Linked DNA regions of Mus musculus: all the other regions are linked to region 4. Evidence: chromatin contacts called from public promoter capture Hi-C data. All regions are on one chromosome and are shown on one strand. Each heading gives the region's core, a stretch centred on a gene start, on an enhancer-like site or on the middle of the called end of the contact. The rest is flanking DNA. Distances are from core to core; before and after follow the strand shown.

What was found. Promoter capture Hi-C pulls out the DNA fragments that hold promoters and counts their contacts.
Region 1: a contact with region 4 is called in a promoter capture Hi-C map of hippocampal neurons, with 2.6 times the contacts expected there. The contact joins the promoter of Apol8 here to the promoter of Csf2rb in region 4. A contact is called at or near these places in 5 of 39 promoter capture datasets (the 3T3-L1 cell line, embryonic stem cells, hippocampal neurons and 2 more).
Region 2: a contact with region 4 is called in a promoter capture Hi-C map of hippocampal neurons, with 3 times the contacts expected there. The contact joins the promoter of Lgals2 here to the promoter of Csf2rb in region 4. A contact is called at or near these places in 3 of 39 promoter capture datasets (the SN4741 cell line, hippocampal neurons and liver) and 1 of 115 datasets of contacts at active chromatin or transcription factors (large pre-B cells).
Region 3: a promoter capture Hi-C map of hippocampal neurons shows a contact between it and region 4, with 2.7 times the contacts expected there. The contact joins the promoter of Sh3bp1 here to the promoter of Csf2rb in region 4. A contact is called at or near these places in 3 of 39 promoter capture datasets (hippocampal neurons, liver and neutrophils) and 1 of 115 datasets of contacts at active chromatin or transcription factors (microglia).

The regions. Positions count from the first base shown.
Region 1 is chr15:77,753,485-77,758,895 of GRCm38.p6, forward strand. Apol8 (apolipoprotein L 8) reads right to left here and starts at 1,789. Exons shown (of 4, transcript NM_001081970.2): 1 at 1,704-1,789.
Region 2 is chr15:78,853,107-78,858,633 of GRCm38.p6, forward strand. Lgals2 (lectin, galactose-binding, soluble 2) reads right to left here and starts at 2,423. Exons shown (of 4, transcript NM_025622.3): 1 at 2,366-2,423. The coding sequence starts at 2,371.
Region 3 is chr15:78,895,871-78,901,274 of GRCm38.p6, forward strand. Sh3bp1 (SH3-domain binding protein 1) reads left to right here and starts at 3,898. Exons shown (of 18, transcript NM_001316684.1): 1 at 3,898-4,091; 2 at 5,276-5,318. The coding sequence starts at 4,033.
Region 4 is chr15:78,322,804-78,328,027 of GRCm38.p6, forward strand. Csf2rb (colony stimulating factor 2 receptor, beta, low-affinity (granulocyte-macrophage)) reads left to right here and starts at 3,187. Exons shown (of 14, transcript NM_007780.4): 1 at 3,187-3,295.

The DNA.
Region 1 (5,411 bases), core at 539-3,038, 570 kb before region 4:
ACCCCAAATCTCCCACTCCAGCCAAGGTGAAGGTGCCCTGTCCCACTGGAATCAGCTGATGGTGCGCTTGTAGGAAATAATTGACTTTGTATACAGAAGGCAAGAAGAGGAGGGATGCTCTGGCAGCCCTCTGAGGGTAGGAACACATGGGAACTGAGGGTGAGAGCTGGTGGTGACTGTCTGGGACACGCAGGGCTCCTTAGGCATCCACCACACGGTGACCCCATCTCAATGTAGAGGGAAGACCACGAGGCTAGCTAGCATCCCCAGTCTTCATACCAGCACGTGAACTCTGGCTATTCTGAGCCATGTCCCTCCCCCGCCCCTTGACTAAGCCTGGGTCCCTTAAACTCTAGCAGGCTATCCTCCTGTCCGTGTGCAGCTTCCCATCCACAGCAATGCCTGTGCCCTTCAGGGTACAAGTTCACCACTGCCCAGGGCTCGCTTTCTCTCTCTCTTTCTCTCTCTCTCTCTCTCTCTCTCTCTCTCTCTCTCTCTCTCTCTCTCTCTCTTTCTCTCTCTCTCTCTCTCCTTGCTTCTGCAGGGTCCTGAATCTAACCAGGGCTTAGAATCCTGCCACTTCCTGCCTTTGTTTCAGTACTTGCTCTGGGCTGCCCATCTGCCATCGCTAACCATGGAACCTCACGTCATAGCCAATCCTTTATGTAGACAGTAGTGCAAAGGACATTCTCCTTTAATAGAACTTTGTCTGCCTTTCAGATTACCTCTTCAAGATCTGTCTAGAGGTCTGGCAAAATGGTACAGTAGGTAAGGGTGCTTGTGGCTAAGGCTGATGGGCAGAGTTCAATCCCAGACCCTCATAATGGAAAGACAGAGCTCACTCCTGCAAGTTGTCCTCTGCCTTACACACACACACACACACACACACACACACACACACATTTGAAAAATAAGTCTAGGCTGCTGTGGTGGCACATGTCTTTATGCCAGCACTCTGGAAGCAGAGGCAAGTGGATCTCTGTAAATTTAAAGCCAGCCTGGTCAACAGATCAAATTCCTGGCCAGCCAGGGCTACACAGTGACACTCTATTTCTAAAAAATAAAAACAAAACAAATAAAAGAAAAAGAAAAAAGAAAAATACAAAAAAAAAAACCTTAAAATAACTAACTTACTTTGTAGGCAGAAAGCTAAAAGTAGTTCTGTCCCACTGGGATGGTGTGTGTGAGGGCACAGTAAGAATTGTTTCTGGTGGTATTTTCCAGGCACACAAAGGCCTGGCAGAAACAGCAAGAGGCCTGCAAATGTCCCCCAGTTCACCAGATGAGATGAAGTGGCCTTTACACGTGTGTCTGTCCCTTTTCTGTCTTCACTGTCATTTTTTATACTGCCCAGCTCTGCATGCACACAAGGTACACTGAGAAAAGTTTGGTCCAGCAACCCATTATAGGGTTAACTACCACAGGGTTAATTTAACCAAGACTTGCCTGGCTCCCCTCACCTCTATGGAGCTCTGTCAAGGCACCTACCACCTGCAAGAGCAACAAAGGGGAGCATGTCTCAATATCTTCTCAGATGGTTCATTAATATTCTTTCCTTTCATAAGCAGATAAAATCTTCTCCATTTTGTTATTGTTGTCATACTTGTGACTACTCACTCCCCACCCCCAGGCAAAGACGTTCATAGGCAAGGAAAAGTCCCCAGTCTCCATTCTTTGGCCCCTCAGGAAAGCCTTGCACTGACCTGGTCCTGTGCTGCAGCTGGGTGCTGATGTGGGCATGGTAGACCTCTTGATGGGGGCTGTGACTCAGTTTACAGAAAGGCTGTTCTGGGAAGGACTGCCCTGCCCTGCCCAGGCCTGCCCTGCCCTGCCCTGCCCTGCCCTGCCCTGCCCTGCCCTGCTCCTGGCTGGCTGTGCAGCCCTGATAGGAGCCCTCTTCTTCCCAGCTGGAACCCGAGCAGAGTTGCGCAAAGCAACCCTCCAACCCCATCCCTTCTGATGGTTTCAGGGCATCCTCAGAGCAGGGAGGGAGGGAGGGAGGGAGGGAGGGAGGGAGGGAGGGAAGACACCTTGCTCCTTCTAAGGGGTCCTTGATGATCTCTCAGGGTCAAGTTGAATCCCCTTTAGTCAGCACTCCAGGCCTCAAGCCCACTGCAGTCTCCCCCCTCCCAACCAGCCCCTGCTTCTATCATACATACACCTTCAAGTCTATCCTGCCTCAGTGACCATGACACCTCCGTGTCTTTGCTGTGGCTGACCCTGTAGTGAGACTTTCCCACTCCACAATGGGACACTCCTGTTCTTTCTGCCCCTTCATCTTCCCACAGTGGCTGTGGCACCTGGCTCCCACTGTAGAGACTCTAACCCCACCCCACAGGTGGGCAGTGGCCTTGGGGGGGTCAACAGCACAGGTGATGTATCCATCGGTTGAAAACACAGGTTCCTGGTGGGCAGAGTGGAGACCCATGCTGGCCCATTTACTCTGAGACTGAAGCACTAAGTGGGACCTTAAAAGGCCACATTGGTGGCACAAACCTAGAATCTCAGCACTCAGGAAGAAGCTTAGATGAAAAGATGATAGGTTTAGAGCCAGACCTGGCTATATGGGGAGACTAGAATTTCTACGGAATTAGCCTGTGCGTTTCTGCACACTCAGAGTCTCTCTCTCTCACACCCAATGGTCTACTCAGTGATCTTAGGATTGCAGAGCTGGTATTGCTCTGGGGATGGTGTTTGGCAATGTGCCCCTCTTAGTCCCCACACCTTGTGTCCTTGCCTATCCAGACACCCAGGACAGCTCCTGCTTTCTGCCTTCATCCCTCACATACTGATAACAGGAGTCAGGGGAGATGTGAGCCTGTGATCCAGCTGACTAGTCTGCCCTTGGCAAATCACCCCACTACTGACTGGGCCCTCAGTTTCCTCGCCCCCCATAGGCCCTGAAACAGAGTGATGCCCAAAAGGACAATTGGATGAGAGCTTTTGGGCTGTCCACATCTTTAGGAGCCAGATTTAGTCCCTGTCAGACAACCAGGGAGGCAGAGCCAAGATTCAAACTAAGATAAACATTCTGACATGTGGCACTCATAATCCCCCTTTTTGCTTCTGGTAATTTTGGGATCATTTTTTTTCTATAATTTCCCTTCCATCAAGTTTTCACACACACACACCCCTTACCTGGTACCAATACCAGGATTGATATTAATATTAACTCAACAGCCAAACAAAAGTACTTCAAGGTGCAGAACCAGGTAAATTCCCCTATGAGCCAGAGAGCAGTAACGGAGACCTTCTAATCAGAGCATGGAATAGACCAGAACATGGTCTCTCCAACAGTCTTGGATGGAACCCCCTGGATAGGACTCACTTGGCAGGTTAGGGCATAGAGATCTTGAACCCTAGAAACTCCTCAGCATCTGAAAATCTGCTACTCAATAGCTCAGCTTGACTGGTGGCATCCGAAGCAAGTGTCCCAGGATGTCCTGCTTGACATCTCAGCCTAATCTTTGGCAACGACGGCCACGGGGATCCTAACGCAAAGGAAACAACCCTGAAACTGGGGAGCAAGTCAGGCAGGGTACAGCACCATCTAGTGGATGGTGGAGGGATCAGCAGCCAAAGCATCGGGCCACCATGATCACTCCCATCCCAGCACTCACTGGTGCAGACAAGCTACGTTTTAAATGCTTGTCTGGATGCTACACTGGCTGTCCCAAGACAGGCACCCTCCTCTCGGAGAATGCAGAAGGGGACAGGGACCTGCCAACTGAGCACTGGGCACGGGGCTTCTAATGTACTTAAATGGTCACCCCAGACTAACCTGTCAGGACTGCAAAACACGGGAGAAAAAAAAAACATCTCCCTCATTGATAGCACTGCATGACAGCCTGGGAGTGAGAAGGGCGACCACTGCTCCCAGCCACCACAGCCTGGCCACCAGCCTCATTCAGAGAACTGTCCTGTCTTTGCTCAGATGGGATGTCATGTCTCCAAATGTGATGTGTCAGCTTCGGGATTTAGAATGAATGTAAAAATGACAGGATCTAAATCACAATTATTGGACTTTTGCAATGACACACAAGTAGCACTGCCCTCGGCTTGATGCACATATAATGGTCAGGAGCATCAGACACACCGGCTGGGTGAACACAGCAGCTCTGGGATTCTGATTTCAGACAGGCAAGTTAGCAACCCAAGAGGCTGGAGTTTGCCTCCAGACTGTCTAGCGCTGAGGATGAGAGGGGTGCTGGAGAGAGGATCCAGGCTCAAGTTCGGCAGACTCTCAAATAGGAGGGAAGAGGGGCTGGGGAGCCACCCCACTAGACAGCTCTGCAACACACTCCTTAGTCACTGAAGAAGGCTGGCTGATGTCACTGTCATGGCACAGCATGGCCTTGAAATTCATAGCACCTAGCTGCTATAACCAGAATGGAGGCCACAGTACGGTGTTGGCAGAGCCCGTAAACCAAGAATCTGGGATTACTTGTGTGGGCCTTAAATCCAATGCCAAGTGTCCTTCTATTATGTATACAGCCTTCTACCTGAATGTATGCCTGCAGGCCAGAAGAGGGCACCAAATCCCATTACAGATGATTGTGAGCCACCATGTGGTTGCTGGGAATTGAACTCAGGACCTCTTGAAGAGCAGTCAGTTCTCTTAACCTCTGAGCCATCTATCTCTCCAGCCCATAAAACATCTTTATCCTTAAAAATATTTTAAAGATGGGGGAAGCAGGCCACATGAAGACAAAGCAGATACTGGGGTGGTGCTGGTCCAAGCCATGGGATACATGGACCCACCAGATTCTCTCGGAGAAAACACCTCAGCTTTGAACTTGAGAGTAGCTCTCTGTTGTAGGCTATCTGGCATGTGGTAAGCTACAGTAACCCTAGGAAAGGCAGAACCAATAGAGGCTGGTCTAGAAAGTAGGGTTTGCCACTCGTTTTATTCAGGAGGGGAATGAAGCATCCATGAGGTTAGAGCAAAGATTGCCATCTCCATCCTCCTGACTGGACACCCCTGCAGGTCCCGCACCAGGCTCTGGGAGCCTGGCATGCACCTGAATCCTCTGGAGGACTGATGGCATCCTGTGTCCAGATTCTCTGAGGCAGCAGGTCTGCAGTGGTTATAAGATTGGACTCTCAGAGGGCCAGAGCGATGAATCAGAGCGGCACTGGCCGCTCTTGCAAGACTCGGGATCAATTCTCAGCACCCAAGTGGTGGCTCATAGCTGCCTTTTAACTCCAGTTTCAGGGAATCTGATGCCCTCTTCTGAGATCCACAGAGACATGCAGGCAAAAGATTCATTGCTACATCTACTCCAGTAGTGACTCGAATTACAGGTTTAGAAACCTGGAAGCATTCCTGAGGCAGAGTTTCAAGGAACCTTGGCATTCCCATAGCTAGGATGCCACAAATTTGTCCCTGCAATATTGTGGAGGGTCTTGCA
Region 2 (5,527 bases), core at 1,173-3,672, 530 kb after region 4:
GGAGGTGACATCACACATTCTCACTGTGTGGGCATATGCCAGTCCCCAGGAAACCATGCCATCCACCCTACCCTGGCTTCCTGGGATGGGTGGAATAAGCAACGGGACCCCTCATCTTTACATCTCTGACTTCCTGGCTGGAACAGGAGAAACTGGAGCCCTTGAGACTGGGGGTGGCAGCTACCACAAGAGCTAGGGTACAAGGAAGGCCAGGGTTGGGGGTACGTTTGTATAAATAGGGGTGCTGGGACTTGACAGCATGTACAGACCCTGAGCCTTGTCCCGACTCAAGAAAGCCTAAGACCAGAGAGATGGAAGGCAAAGGCAGGTGGGACATGGGCAATTCTTAGGTGGTGGGGCTGGTAAGGGTGCGTCAGACCAAATCCAAGCTCTACCTCTAGCTGGCCACGTGACTTGGGGCCAGCCTCACCCCATTGGGCCTGGGTTTCCCACTAGTGCTATGAAGTGGTTATCTGGAAGGAGAAAGAAAAAAAGGAAAAGAGCTGAGGTGGCCAAAATAGAGAAGGCCAAGGGTGTGTCTGGGCCACAAAGAGCTTCCTGCGAGACAGAGGCAAGGATTCCACTCTCCCTTTCTACAATGACACCCAGTCACATGGACATCCCGCACACTACCTACACTGGCTTGGGTAGTGCCATTACATACACACACACACACACCTCTGTGTGCAGGTAAAACATATATAATATATATGTACATATACATATATAATATATATGTATATATATATATATAATATATATATATACACACACACATACATACATGGGCACAGAACACAGAAACACCTCCCCAAAAGGAAGGCTATATGCAGAGGGGGCAAGACCTGTAGTTACAAAGCTTCCAGAGAAGGTACCTATGGGTGCCAGGCACCCACAGGAAATTGGAGTGGATAAATAAGCTGCCTCCCTAGAGCCTTCAGGGAGTGCCAGGCCCTGCCCAGACTTGGCCCGGACCATGAGAAAAATCGCTATGGTGGGGAGCCCCCTATTTTGAAGTGGTTTGTTCCAACAGTCCTAGGGAATAAACCTATCATCTAGTCCCCAGAGAGTGTCATGTGGTCCCATCTCATACACATCAGGGAGAACCAGCTGCCCGAGAGAGGGACATCAACTTGTCCAAAGTCACACCAGAAACTTCACAGGAGCCAGATCGGAACACAGGCTCTCGAGAGTGTGCCAATACTCTTGCAATATGTAGATATTAGCCACCTATGGTTTCATCTTGAGCCTCAGTTTCCCTCCCTCCATACTTCTCTCCCTCCCTTCTTCCTTTTCTCTTTCTCTCTTTTTTCTTTCTTTCTCTCTCTCTCTCTCTTTCCTTCCTTCCTTCCTTCCTTCCTTCCTTTTCTTCCATTCTCTCTCTCTCTCTCTCTCTCTCTCTCTCTCTCTCTCTCTCTCTCTCTCTCAACAGGATCTCAGTATGTAGCTGGAACTCATTATATACACCAGGCTGGCCTCAAACTCAGAAATCCCCCTGCCTCTGGCCTTTGAATCCTGGGCTTGCCAGTTGCGCCGTCACATCCAGTTTATGCAGTGCTGGAGATCAAACCCTGGGCTATATGCATGGTGGACAAGCACTTTACCCACTCAGCTTGTTCCATGCAGTTCCTCTGGAAGCGTGATATTTTCTGGTGCTGGAGTTCCAACCCAGGGCCTTGCACTGGCTAAATCACCGCACATGCTATATCGTTGGTCTGGGCCCTTCCCCCAGCCCCTGCCCTACAACTCTCATCTTTATGAGACTCAGTAGAGGTCGGCAGTAATAATTAATACGACTGTTGCTGTCCTCAAAGAGGGAAAGGAAAGTTCTGGCCCTGAACTTGGTGGTGACAGAGAGACAGACAGCTTCAATGCTAAGGGTTTGAGAGATTATCCACCAGTTTTCTTCTTTTAGTTTTAGAGACAGGGTCTCTCTACATAGCTCTGGCTATCCTGGAGCTCACTCTCTATAGACCAGGCTGGTCTTGAACTCAGAGATCCTCCTGCCTCTGTCTCCCTAGTGCTGGGATTAAAGGCATGTGTCACCAGCTTGGCAACCCAGCTTTCTTTTTGGTTCTCCGGGAGAAACTGACACAAAGAGAAGGGTGGCAATAATGGACCCCAGAAGCCGGGTGGTGGTGGCACTTGGGAGGCAGAGGCAGGTGGATTTCTGAGTTCAAGGCCAGCCTGGTCTAAAAAATGAGTTCCAGGACAGCCAGGGCTACACAGAGAAACCTTGTCTTGAAAAAACAAACAAACAAACAAATAAATAAACAAACAATGGACCCCAGAACCCCCCAACCCACACACTCTAGCAAAGACACATGAGCAGAAGGAAGTGGGTGCAGAGGGCCAGCATCCTCACCGACATGGTGACAGCTCCTGGCCACAGCTCTCCCAGTTGCTCCTAGAGGTTTGTGCTCAAGGTATCCCCTCTTGGTCAGGCTTATAATCCCAGAGTATTACACATTAACCACCCCGAGGCCATAAATAAGGACTTTGGACCTTTATCTCCTAATATCACCCGGTCTGTATATGCAGGCACTCACTCAACAAACAGGAAGATGGCTCCTCACTCACTCTGACTCGATCGTGAGCATCCCTCTGGCCCCGCTTCTGGCAATTCCTACCAGCCTCCGTGGTCAGTACTCCACAAAGCCCAAGGGAGGATGCCCTAGTGCCACCCCCACACAAACCACAAACACCCCGATCTTGGCAGGCCATCCAACCTCTTTGCTGAGCCCAGCTCCTACAACCACAAAAAGACAGGCTGGCTCTGTTAAAAGATGTCCAAGCTTCTAATTTTCAGTGTGTCTGTGAGTCATTCAAAGACTTTTTTCTCCCTTCTCTCATCCATGCTTTTTCTGATTATACATATAATTTGTTTCTTTTTTTTTCTTCTTGTGAAACAGAGTCTGACCATTTAGCCCAGGTTAGCCTTGGACTCTCTATTCTCACACTTCTGCCCCAAGTGCTGGGATTACAGGCAGGAAACACTATATCTGGCTGCACACATTTTGCTTCAAAAGTGGTAGATTCACATCTAGGGCCAGTGAGATGGCTCGACGGATAAAGGTGCCTGCTGCCAAGCCTAACCACCGGGGTTTGCTTCCCGGAGCTCACATGATGGAAGGAAAGAACCAACTCTTGCAAGGTGTCCCCTCTGACCTCCACACATGGACCATGGCACATGTGCACACACAAATAAGTATAACTGAAGTGCTTAAAAACGGGCGGAAGAAGATGCCAAAAGTCAACTATTCTGCGAGGGCTGGGTGGTTCAGTGGTGTGCTGTATCCTCAGGATGCATGCCCTGTGGCTTCCATCCCTGGCACCATGCACAAAAGAGCTTGGTTCTGCTGGGACACAGACCAAACGTGCAGGAGGGAACCCAAGGGTTCGGGACACTGGGGGTTTCTGTCCTTCGCCCTTTATGCCTATGAATTTTGTGGTAGTTGGGGTCCATATACACAATTAGATACTGTCAAGAGGAAGAAACCTGACGTAGTTCCTCTGCTGGGAGGGAACCTGTGCTGCCCGTCCTTCCAGTGGGTTTGTACCACAGACAGGTCTCTACAGTTGTTTATCCTACTTCATTTGGGAACACTGAGGCTCACAGATCTGCACTTCAGAATCAGATGTCGCTGGCTGTGAAACACTCCAGCTCTCCAAGGCTTAGTTTATAGAAGCCATGTCCTACCTCTGAGCACTACTTCATCTTAGTCTGCCCCATTAAAAAACGCTACTCCCAGGCTGGAGAGATGGCTCAGTGGTTAAGAGCACTGACTGCTCTTCCAGAGGTCCTGAGTTCAATTCCCAGCAACCACATGGTGGCTCACAACTATCTGTAATGGGATCTGATGCCTTCTTCTGGTGTGTCTGAAGACAGCTACAGTGTACTCATATACATAAAATAAATAAATAAATCTTCTAAAAAGAAAAACGCTACTCCCTCAGCACCCCCAACAAGCTCCCCAGTGCACATTCCCAGAAACAGAACTTTGCCAGAGCTCTGGACTGGCAAGCCATGGAGGCTTCCATCCGAGTTGGCAGTAACCGCGCTGGGCAGGGCACTGGGAGACCAGCCCTGCCTAGTCCCATGGGGTGCCAGGAGCCGGTGGGTGGCTCACTGCCCAGTGCTCCCATCAGACACCACCTCCGGTGCCAGGCCAAGAGGGGAGTGGTTTATTTCCTTATTTTACCCACGAGGAAATGGATTGCTTCTCAGCCCTTCTCCTGGGAGCCAAAGGAGCTAAGACATTTGAAAGTGCAGTAGAAAGTGGACCTGGTTCACCTCTGATGATGGCATTAAGTCCCACACACCACAGAAGCTTTGGCAAGTGCTCAGAAAAAGAACAGAAATCTCATGTCTCATGTCATGTCACCTTCACAGCTAGAGCGACATGACAAGCCATAAGTCTGTGTGTCTTTCAAGCTGCATTTTATGGTTTGCTTGCTTATGATACATGGTGTCTCTCTAACCCAGGTTGGCCTAGAATTCACTAGTTACCTCAGGCTGGCCTGAGCTTATCCTCTGCCTCAGGCTCAGTCATGCAGGTGCCAGGGATTTGAACTCGGATCCTCATGTTCTCAGAGCAAGTGCTCTTACACACTGAGCCGTCTCCCCCCAGAGGGCTCCAGCCCCTCCCTACATGCACACTTTTGTAAGATCAACTTCACTCACATCACCGGACTTGTGATTTGCTTCTGACGGGAAGAGTTATTTATATAGCAGTGATGGGCTGTCCCAGCCAAGGCTAGTGCTGGGGTCTGAACGTTTGCCCCAAAGCTCAGCTCATGGTGAATTCATTGTCTTCAGCCGAGCACAGTGGTGCCGACCTGTTAGCCTAGGCTTGAGAGGATCAAGAGTTCAAAGTCATCTTTGGCTACATGGTAGATGGAGGCCAGCCTGGGCTGCTGGAGACTTAATGTCAGAAAAATAAATGCCACTGGGTCACATGGTGAGGCTCGGCCTTGAAGAGACAATTAGGCCACCTAATCACCTAGTAGATCAATGCCAGAATGGGCTCCTAATAAAAGCATGGGCTGGGCCCAACTTCCCCCCTGCCTGCCATATGTCCTCTTGTTCTCAGCTATGACACAGCACAAGGACCCTAGCCTGGTGCGGTGGCACGGTGGCATCCTCATGGACTTCCTAGCCTCTGGGTCACAGAGAGTAAACATCTCTTGTTAATACTGTTTGGTATGAGATATGCTGATATAGCAGCAAAAAAGTGGATTAAGACAGGAATATTACCAAAGGCCCATTCTCCCTGTCCTTATTCTGGTATAAGCAGCACAGCCCTGTTGTAAGAAAAGGCTTGTGTGCCAAAGAACTTAAGTCTCCATCCGCACAGCCGCAAGCCACATGGGCACTCTTGCCCTTGGGTCTGACCCCACTTTGGCCAGCTCAATGCAGCCTGGTAAGAGACCTGAGCCAGAGGCACAGCAGGCTTATCAGCCCCCTTCTAGGATTCTTACCGAAACTGTGAGTTGGGTTTTTTTTTTTTTTTTTTTTTTTTTGAGA
Region 3 (5,404 bases), core at 2,648-5,147, 570 kb after region 4:
GCCACACTTCCACTTCTGGGACACTGACCAGAGCCAGCAGATCATTCTGCAGTAACCACAGGGCAGGCTGCTCATCTGCGATGAAACCAAGGTGACAGAGGCCTCTGCTGCCCTGGCACACCTTCTGTGGCCTCTGCTACCCCATAGGGCAGCTGAAGGGAGCCACCCACCCTGGCATGCTGCCTGCAGTCTCCCCCTCTAGTCCTCAGAACTGCCCTGAGAGCAGGAGACTGGACCAGCTCCATCAAGATGGTAGACTGTTCTAGGCACCTGAGCCAGCTCTCCTCCAGTTTTAACACCAGTCCTGCCTTGCTCCCAGCTGGGACCAAGCACACATTTCCCCCAGGGCTAGCAGCAGAAGGGAGGAGTCCTGCCTCAGCCCCACCCCAGGGTTCCTGGAAAGGCCTTTTGAACTGTGGAAGTGGGGGTGGGCAAGGGAGTTACCAAAGCCCAAGGAAAACATACCTTGCTGGCTGCTGTGGGCAGAAACCACTTGGAGGCTTTCTAGTATTGCCACAGTCAAGCCATGTGGCAGCGTCTCAACTGGTAGGATGAAGCCAACAACCTCCACCCTAGCCTGCCTATGGCTGCCCTGACCACATCCGCTCAAGTCTCATTAGCAGATGCCACCCAGACTGTCATTGGGATTGCAGGCCAATCTGTGTGGAGACCGGTCAGTCCCTCAGCGGCCATCGTGAAGGCAGAGCAAAGGCCAGCCTTGAAGGAGTTTCCAGGCAATGCCATGTACACAGCAGAAAGACAGCAGTAACGGCTCTTAGGAGTTAGGTCTGCTCTGACCTGGCCCCTACCACACATCTGTGCACATCTGGGCCAAGAGCCAGGGTCTGCACATCTGCCAAATGGAGGCATAGATACCCACCTTAGGGAAGGATGACCCACGGGACCCACCAGTAAATTCTACTGTCCTAAGGCAGCCATACATATTACAAGGGCACTAAGGCAGGGGTAGTCAAGGCTCTTCTCTCCCAAACTTTTGGTGTTTGAATAAGAACAGCAGACAACACCAGGCACTTTTCTAAGAATTTTACATGCTAATTCATGTAATCCAATTAAGCCTGTAGCTTGTGGCTGAGGGGTGAGCGATCTTATCTAAGGTCATTCAGTTTGTGTGCAGAGACACCCCCCACCCCCCACCCCCAAGCCAAATGGCTGTTCTTTGGGGAATGTAGGGAATCACAGATCTGATATCCTCTAAGTCAGTCCCAACAGACTTAGTACTGAGCTACTTAGCCCCAGAGGGCTGAGCCATGCGATAGATAAGGTGAACCTGGGTGATACTCCAGCCCGGGCAACCAACTATTAGTTTAGGGAAGGGCCCAGGGAGAGGTTGGCTCTGAGTGACCTCTGAGATACTTCTGTGCAGTTCTAAAGTCCATGATCCTTCGAGCAAGCACTTCTCGGTTGCATATGCCTGTAATATCTACTACTGGAGAGGCAAGAGTGTCACAAGTTCGAGACCAGTTGGGCACAATTATGGTGGAAGGAGAGAACCGACTCCCAGGTATTGTCCTCCGGCTGCCCGGAGAACAGGGGCTGGTGGCAGAGCGCTTGGCAAGCAAGCATGCACAAAGCCCTGGATTCATCTCTAGTACATGACCAAAAGACACATCCCCACCAAGAGAGCCTGACCCAGCCATGACCCCAGCATTTACTAAGCAAAAACTTGGGATTACAACATCTTTTGAAGGAATAGCGTATGGTTCAAGCTTCAGGGCTTTCCACCTTCAATGATTCAACACCAAGGTCACCCAGCCTGGAAGTATAGCAGCTTTATCTGGTCAGATCCAGAAGGCCCCAGGTCTGGCTGCAGGAACAGCAAGAGCCAAGACAGGAGGAAGGGGCGGGGCAAGAGCTTGGATGGGTTGATAATACACTCTAGTCATTTCTTAACAAAAAAACAAAAAAGAAACCTGCTATTTCAGCCAAGGGAGCTGTCCCCTCCCCAGGCTAGTTAGGGCTAGGCCGGGACAAGCCAAGAAGGCGTAGGGTATAAGCCAGGACTGCCTTGAAGTACCTTTCAGACCAACCCTGGACATGAAGGCAGAAGCACCGTAGAGATCAGAGACTTCCCTGGAGGCATGAAGGTGCTAGCCTGGAGCGGGAATCGTCCTAAGGCTCATCCGGTAGAATGTACCCACTGCCAAATCAGGGAAAACTGAAACGCAAAAATGTTCTGGGTAGGACCGGGAGGATGGAGAAAAAAAGGGCCAGGACTAGAAGCAAGATGTTGTCTTACCCATTAGGAGGCCAGGTCTATACCACTCTAGTATCTCCCCAAGGCTGACACCTCTCTAGAATCTTTTTTTTTTTTTAAAGATTTTTATTTATTTACTAAGTATACAGTGTTCTGCCTGTATGCATGCCTGCAGGCCAGAAGGGAACACCAGATCCCATTACAGATGGTTGGGAGCCACCATGTGGTTGCTGGGAGTTGAACTCAGGACCACTGAAGAGCAGTCAGTGCTCTTAACTGCTGCGCCATCTCTCCAGCCCCCTCTTTAGAATCTTTTGCCATCTCTTCTCCAAACACTGGGCAGCAGCCTTCCTTCCCATCGGAAAAAGAAAGACAAGGAAGCTGCTCTGCCTTCTCAACTCCCCATCAGAGAGCCAGGATTCCACTGATGAGAGGCTGTGGCTGTTCCTGGCCAGTATGTTCTGGCTGCAGCAGCTGCTGGGACCCCTCTGGGCTCCTCCCACACTCGATAGGACTTCTTAAATGGGGAAAGCGGCTGAGTGAACACCATGTGCCAGACCTGTGCTGGGTACACAGAGATGTCTGGAGCAAAGGGAAGTCTTTGAGGAGCACACCAACTCTCTACCCCCACACAGTAGGTGCTCAAGTGGTATGGCTCTGAACTGAAACTAAGAGAGCAAAGCTTGGTGTGGTGCACAGGGCTTCCTGTAGTCACCCTTCCCCCTCCCAAGCCTGAAGGGTGCATACTGAAGTCAGCTTGCAGTTGCCCACCGGCTCTCTTGCTCTGTAGCTATGAACACCTATTGTATGCTCAGGCTGGTGTTCAGCGGAACATTTCAAAGAGAAAATCGGGTTTGGGGGTTCAGAGCAGCACCCATACATATCAAGGCCTGACAAGAAGGAAGGGCAGGCGCCTGGGACATTTGCTAAAAGAAATGAGAAAGAGTTTTACAAATAGGGGAAGCGGTCAAAGCTTGGGACTCTTTAAAGTGTAGAGTGACAGGACCTCAAGGGCTGACGAGCAGACCAAGCAGACCAGGGTATCTTGTTTACCCTGTGGCATAGACTGGACAAGGACAGTTGTCCTACCAAGCTACTATACACAATGAATGCAGAATTTTGGGGACTGATCCAAGGACATTAGTATCTGGTAGTCCCAGGTACCCCAAGTTCTGAGCCAGTGGTCCAGCAGGCAAGGGGGATGGTCAGGGAATAGTATGGTGGAGAAGAAGTCCCCAGGCAGCATCCCCTAGTGACTGGCCTGCACAGGTCCTGAAGGCCTGTCCCTTCTAGGCAGCCTTCCTTTCCCTCTAAGAGAGCAAAGGTTGTTTATACCCAGGGCGGTGATGGCAGGAGCAGCTTACCTGCTTCCCGCCACCCGCCGCGGTGACAGGACAGGCTGCGGGAAGGAAGAGCCCGCACTCAACTGCGGACCTCAGAGAGACAGACCGACGGACACTCGGCAGGCGGGTCGGACAACCCGGGGGTCGTTGAGGCCCGGAAGCAGAGAGAGAGAGAGAGAGAGAGAGAGAGAGAGAGAGAGAGAGAGAGAGAGAGAGAGAGAGAGACTCCAAACTTGAGAGAGAGAGAGACTCCAAACTTGGAGAAAGGAGTGACCTGGGGGCCGGGGGCGGAGTCGTGAGCGGGGGAGGAGAGCGCCCGCGCCAGCGCCAGCACCAGCCAGAGGAGCGCGCCGGCCCAGGAAGCCAGAGCGCCGCCCACCCATCCGGGGCGAAGCGCGCGGGGAAGCAGGCTGGGCCGGGGGCTGCCAGCCTCAACCCCCAAGGTGACTCCTCGGCCCCCTGCCCGGACCCAAGATGATGAAGAGGCAGTTGCACCGCATGCGGCAGCTGGCCCACACGGGCAGCTCGGGACGGTGAGTGTCACCCGCTTCTAGCCGTGCTATCGTTTCGCAGGACCTGAGCGAGCGCAGGAGAGTGGGGAACTGGTCACAGAGGTCGAAGATATCTAGGCAGCGGCCCTCTGGCATGCCAGAGCCCTGACCTCGTTTCCTGGGGTCTGAAGTCACTGTGGTCGCACAAGCATAGCTGGCTTTTGCGGGCGGTGGAGGGGGAGCGGGGGAAGGCACCTCCATTCCCGGTTGGAGAGGCTGCTGCAGAGAGCAGAATGCGTCCTGAGCCAAGACGCTGCCTGGAACCTCATTTGTCCCCTCCGGACAATGGGAACAGTTAGCCACCTCTAACTGGAGGGAAGGGGAGGAACGGAGCCGATCGGGGGCCCCAGACCCTGGGGGAAGGGACTGGCAGTGTTCTGGCCTGGGGAGGAGGGGCCTGCTCTGCTCTGGGTGTCCGTCCCCTCCCCCAACCCAGGGGCCTCCTGCCATTTGGTCCTGCTTCTGCTTTTCGTAGGCTCAGGTAGAGACACCCCTTGGTCTCCTCGGTTCCCAGCCCCAAAACTATGGGAGCGGAAGTTTGGGGAGTTTCTCGGAGCCTTTCTTTCTGTCCCTCTTCCCCAGCCTGGGAGTTCCCCATTCTTTGGGCCCAGAGAGGTGACCGTGTATCCAGAAACTTGATCCAGACCTTGCAGTGACACAAACACTTATATGTACCTACGAAGCCAAGCCACTCTGCCCTGAACCCATGTCCCTATGTATCCTTGGGCAGAGTCCCCAGACCTGCCCACAGCTGCAGTCCAATGTCGTATGCCTGTGGGCCTGGCCACCCCGGAGACCAGCTTCCACACTTCCCGTTCTGGGGGCCAGCTTAGGCCTCCTCTTTCCGGGCCAGGCAAACTATTTAGGGGGATGGGGAGATGAGAAACTTTTCCTCTGTCCCGAAGTTGGGCCCTGGGTAGCTCCCTCCTGCTTTTTTCGGTGTCATGGGTCCACCCTCTCCCAGGACACAGCCCTGGGTGGAGGAGGAAGCAGGCATGCATCCTCTTAACTACCATGGAATGTGCTCCAGCTACGATGTGGACGGGCCACCCAGGCTTGGTGGGTCCTGGAAGCATCTTGGGTTCAGGTTCCATGTGCAGGGGTTAGAGGGAGGCAGTGGGTTCCCTAACCCAGACTGACTCATCCAAAGCCCCCTTCCCCCACAGCACCCCGGAGACTGCCGAGTTTTTGGGTGAGGACCTGCTGCAGGTACGTGCCTGGGCCTGGGCGGGCTGGGCTGGGAGGCAGGCCCATGCAGGCTGTCAGTATAGAGGCTGGCAGGCGGGGACAGCAGT
Region 4 (5,224 bases), core at 1,937-4,436:
CTGTATGCCTGATTCTGAAGAGTCATGAATGAGCATATCGGTGTATGTGACTTATTGTGAATTTATTCATGGTGGGACAAGTACCGTGGTCAAAGCAACATAGGTGAGGAAAAGACCTATTTCAGGTCACAGCCCACCATGGAGGGGAAGTCGGGGCAGGAACTCAAGCAGAAGTGTGAGCCATGAACCGTGGCAGGACACTGTGTGCTGGCTGGTTCGTAGGTTCATGCTTATGTAACTATCTTATACAGCTCAAGATCACATACCTAGGGAATGGTACCGCCCACAGTAGGCGGGGCCCTCCTACATCAATAAGCAATCAAGACAACTTCTGTGGTTGCTCATGCCTTTTGGAGGCACAGGCAAGCTGATCTCTGTGAGTTTGAGGCCATCCAGGGCTGCATAGGGAGATGCTATCTCAAGCCAAGAAACAGTCAAGACAACCCCATCTGATCTGGACAAGTCCTCACTTGAGACTGCTTTCTTAGGAGACTCTAGGCTGGTCGAGTTGCTAGTTAAGCTGACTAAGACGTGAGGGAATATATGGAAACATATTTAAAACTTCACTTGTATAAATTATGGTAGAGTTAATATGTATATCTATTGCTTTGAGACAGGTACTGTTTCCAAGGCTCTAATTTCCAAAGCATAGGATACACTGCATAAATATGCCAGGGACTTCCAGTTTAAAAGGTGACCTGTAAACATTTGGATAGCTTAGTCATATCTTACCAATGTTGTTCTGTGGGAAGTCCTTCTTAATGGCCTTTTGGGCTGCTAACTAGCTGTGTTCATTTTCACTTTGAGTTGAGATCTGAAATCGAGTGAGAATGGCTCCCTTGGGGCAAGGGCACATTTATCTGGGGACAGTCTGTGTTAAGAAAGCAATGGGTATTATATAAAGTAAGTAGCAGGAGGTTGGTGACAAGGACCCTATTGAGCCCTAGTGTGACACTGATCCCAAAGAGTAGTAGGTTGTCCAACAAGACATGTTGTTCCTGCTGTATGATCTGAGGATCAAGGATTTCTTGTCAGTTTTACATGTCCGGGGTGTCCCGTGTAGGTGGGGATGGTGGACATGACCATTTATGCATTGATTTCAAGGGCTGTCTGGGTGATGTGTCAATTTCCTCAAACAGTAAGATATTTGGAGAAATGGTTATGCAATGTGTGAGGAGATACTAATCTCTCTGAATTTCAAGGCCACATAGGAGGGTGGATCCAGTTATCAGACAGAGACCACCTGCCTTGTGTTAGTATCCCCTGTTCCATGAGAGCCTCTCATAGGTACCACACAATTCATACTCTGTGTCGTTTGCTGCCATGACTATGGCATAGCTACTGCACGGGGAGAAAGGGTTGACTAAGTACCTAATGAACACCATTGTGAACCAAAACACCTGCCGTGTGCCCCATGGATTGCACCCCTCGCGACAAGTCAGCCACCGAACTTCTTGACTTTCGTTTTCTGTTGAATAAAAGAAAATATGAAGTAAAACAAACCCATTGGTGTCTGGACATGAGGATCTGCAGTGTTGTGGATTAGAGGTATACGATTCGGGCACACTGATCTCTGAGAATAGAATCAGTCCAGAGGTTGGTGGAAGGTTTCTGTTCATCTGGAACTAACTGCTGTCCCCCTGCCCAGGGGCCCTCTCCTACTGTCTGGTCTCCTATCTCTGTAGCTCTGTATTGGGAGATAAGAAATTACCAGTGTATCACTGAAGCTACTTTTAAAAAAAATCTGACATTTCAATGCTTGTATTTTTATGCTTATTTGAATTTATTTACTATATTAAAATATCACTCATTTCTATGAAAGGGTTTTGGTGTCCCTTTAAATTTTGCCCTGAGAGAATGGCTCACTCCCCTCCTCTTTTTTTTTTTTTCCATTTTTTATTAGGTATTTCGCTCATTTACATTTGCAATGCTATACCAAAAGTCCCCCATAGCCACCCACCCCCTCTCCCCTACCCACCCACTCCCCTTTTATGGCCCTGGCGTTCCCCTGTACTGGGGCATATAAAGTTTGCGTGTCCAATGGGCCTCTCTTTCGAGTGATGGCCGACTAGGCCATCTTTTGATGCATATGCAGCTAGAGTCAAGAGCTCCGGGGTACTGGTTAGTTCATAATGTTGTTCCACCTATAGGGTTGCAGATCCCTTTAGCTTTTTTGGTACTTTCTCTAGCTCCTTCATTGGGGGCCATGTGATCCATCCAATAGCCGACTGTGAGCATCCACTTCTATGTTTGCTAGGCCCAGGCATACTCTGACAAGAGACAGCTATATCAGGGTCCTTTCAGCATAATCTTGCTAGTGTATGCAATGGTGTCAGCATTTGGAAGCTGATTATGGGATGGATCCCCGGATATGCTAGTGTCTACATGGTCCATCCTTTTATCTCAGCTCCAAACTTTGTCTCTGTAACTCCTTCCAAGGGTGTTTTATTCCCACTTCTAAGGAGGGGCATAGTGGTCACACTTCAGTCTTCATTTTTCTTGTCACTCCCCTCCTCTTAACCCCAGCAGCCTCAAGTTATTCATTTGTTCATTCATTCATTCATTCATTCATTCACTTTATACCCAGTCATGTGTTCCTCCTCTGGGCCATGGCTGGGCACTGGGGGAGGGGAACAGACACAAAACATCACTTGCTCTGAAGACAAGATGGGAAGAAAACAGGGACTCTAGGGCAGGACAGAAAAGGGAAAGCCAAAGCTGACAGCCAGGGATCAAGACTGCTCCCACTGCCTACTGACTGTTGTCAACTTAGGTTTTCCATGTCAATGGCATACCCTCAAAACCTTTCTGGTTTGTAGGTCCTTCTAGAAAAATACCCCAAGGTGTCTCAAGACTTGAAGAGGCCACCTGTAGCTGATTTGCATAAGGCCACATGCTAAGAAGTGGTGCCCTCAAGGTCCTCCCCAGCTCTGCCTGGCTCTGGGCACATGCTTGCAGGGAGGTGGTTATTGCCCTCTGTGTCTGCTTCCTCCAGAGGAGTCAGGGAGGGGTGTGGAGGAGACCATTTCAGGCTGAGACCTGAAGGGCACATGAGAGCTGACTGGGAGATGGTGGGGAGCGAGCTACTCTGGCAGAACTAAATGTCGTGAGTATTATCAGAGGCTAATGTCCACAATTCTGAGAATCAGGCGAAGCTGCTTGCGAAAGGGCACTGGCAACTTCCTCAATCTGCTCTCTGTTTCCTCCAGATGGGGCACAGATAAATAGGAAGAGCCTGCAACTCACTGGCACTTGGAGGCTCCCGAAGGAGGCTGCCTGTCGCCCAAGCACAGAGGTAAGTGGCTGGCTTCCTGATGCAGAGCTGAGGGTGGGCGCAAAGCAGGGGCTGTGGGGGTCTCCAGGGTGGAAAAGGACAGGATAAGACAGGGCTGGGGTAGCGTATTCCTCAGACTTGATCTCTCTAGAAAGACTAGGTCTCAGACTCCAAGTCAGTGAGTGGAGGAGGGGCACCCCGGAGCATTGGAGCTGGGAACAAAGTTAGAACTCTGGAAGAGGTACGGTTAGGATACGCTCTGGGGCTGTGGGACTCCGGGAGGACACAGCTTTATCACTGGAGGTCTGGTGGCAGGGAGGACTCCCCTAAAGCTCTATATCGGGCTAAGCACTGTGTTCCTTCTAACTTTGCCATCCATATGTTACTTAATTCCCTGTCCTGAGCTTCAGGTCACACATCTGTGGGACAGGGTGAGTGGGAGACATGGCTTCCTCTGTTTCAACTAGAAATGGAGGACAGAGAGAGGAGAAAGAGAGGGGGTAGAGAAAATTTACCTACAAGGATGACGAAGTGTTGGGGACAGAACCAGAGATGTAGAACCTCCCTTGGTACTGGGTGTAATTTGACAATCTTACTTGGGAAGTGCCCAGAGATATACCAGATCATCCAGCTCTGTTTTTCTCTTTCTCTGTCTCTGTCTCTGTCTCTGTCTCTGTCTCTCTGACTATCTCTTTCTCTCTCTATGTGTGTGTCTGTTTCTGTCTCTCCAACTCTGTCTCTCTCTCTTTCTTTGTCTCTCTCTGTCACAAACACACACACACGCACACGCACACGCACACGCGCACACGCACACACACACACACACACACACACCATACTGTGCTCTGAAATCACCACAGATGATTTGGGTCCAGATGTGTCGCTTCTGTACCTAGTGTGCCGGAAGGTAGGTGTCTCATCACATAGCTAGGGACCAGTCGCTCTCAGACAGGGACACAGACAGCCCCTCTGCTGACAGAGACCACTGTCATGTCTCACAGATCATAAACTAACCTGTCCATATATCCCACATGCTGTATTCCAGAGGTCATGCATATGTGCGACAGAAATCTCTGTGATCTGTTAAGCAAAGAATTTGCCTGAGGTTCAGGCCCCTGCCTCTGCTCACGCCCAGCACATAGGGCCTTTGAACCTGATCTGGCAATGGAAGGAAAAGGCACCTCCACTCACTTCTTTGTAGTGCAGCGTCTCCCCTTTCTCTACCTCTTTTTCAAAAGCCCTTATTTTTTTTAATTTATTTATTTTATTATATGTAAGTACACTGTAGCTGTTTTCAGACACTCCAGAAGAGTGAGTCAGATCTCATTACAAATGGTTGTTAGCCACCATATGGTTGTGAGATTTGAACTCAAGACCTTCACAAAAGCAGTCAGTGTTCTTAACTGCTGAGCCATCTTGCCAGCCCTCTTGAAAAGCTTTAAAAGAAAACTCCTTCTCTGTCAGCATGTGTTGAAATGCCACTTCAGACTGTATCCCGCCATTGGCTCTAACAAACCTTTAGCTGGAACCTAATGTCTGTACTGGAACCAGAAGGCTGTCAATGAGGTTGTCCTATAAGGCTCCCCTTCACTTGCTCTGCTGTCTCTGACCCCTAGACCTCTCTCTTCCCCTGGTGAGAAGTCTTCTAGGATCTCCTGTCTGTCTATACCAGAAATCATAGTAAGCCACTTGTTGCATGGGCCTGGGACTGTCCCTTCACCCAGACCTGCTGAGTACACAGATACCTGTTCGCCATCTTGCTTCACTACTTCTGGTCTGGCCACACTTCAGGAAGGGACCTGAGTGCCACAGGGTGCTTGTCTCCCTTGCTGCCAGTCCTCTAGACAATGGTTCTCAACCTGTGGGTCGGGACCCCTTGGCAGTCTCCTGTCAGATGTCTAGCAGATCAGATATTTACATCACGACTCAGAACCACATGAAAATATTGAA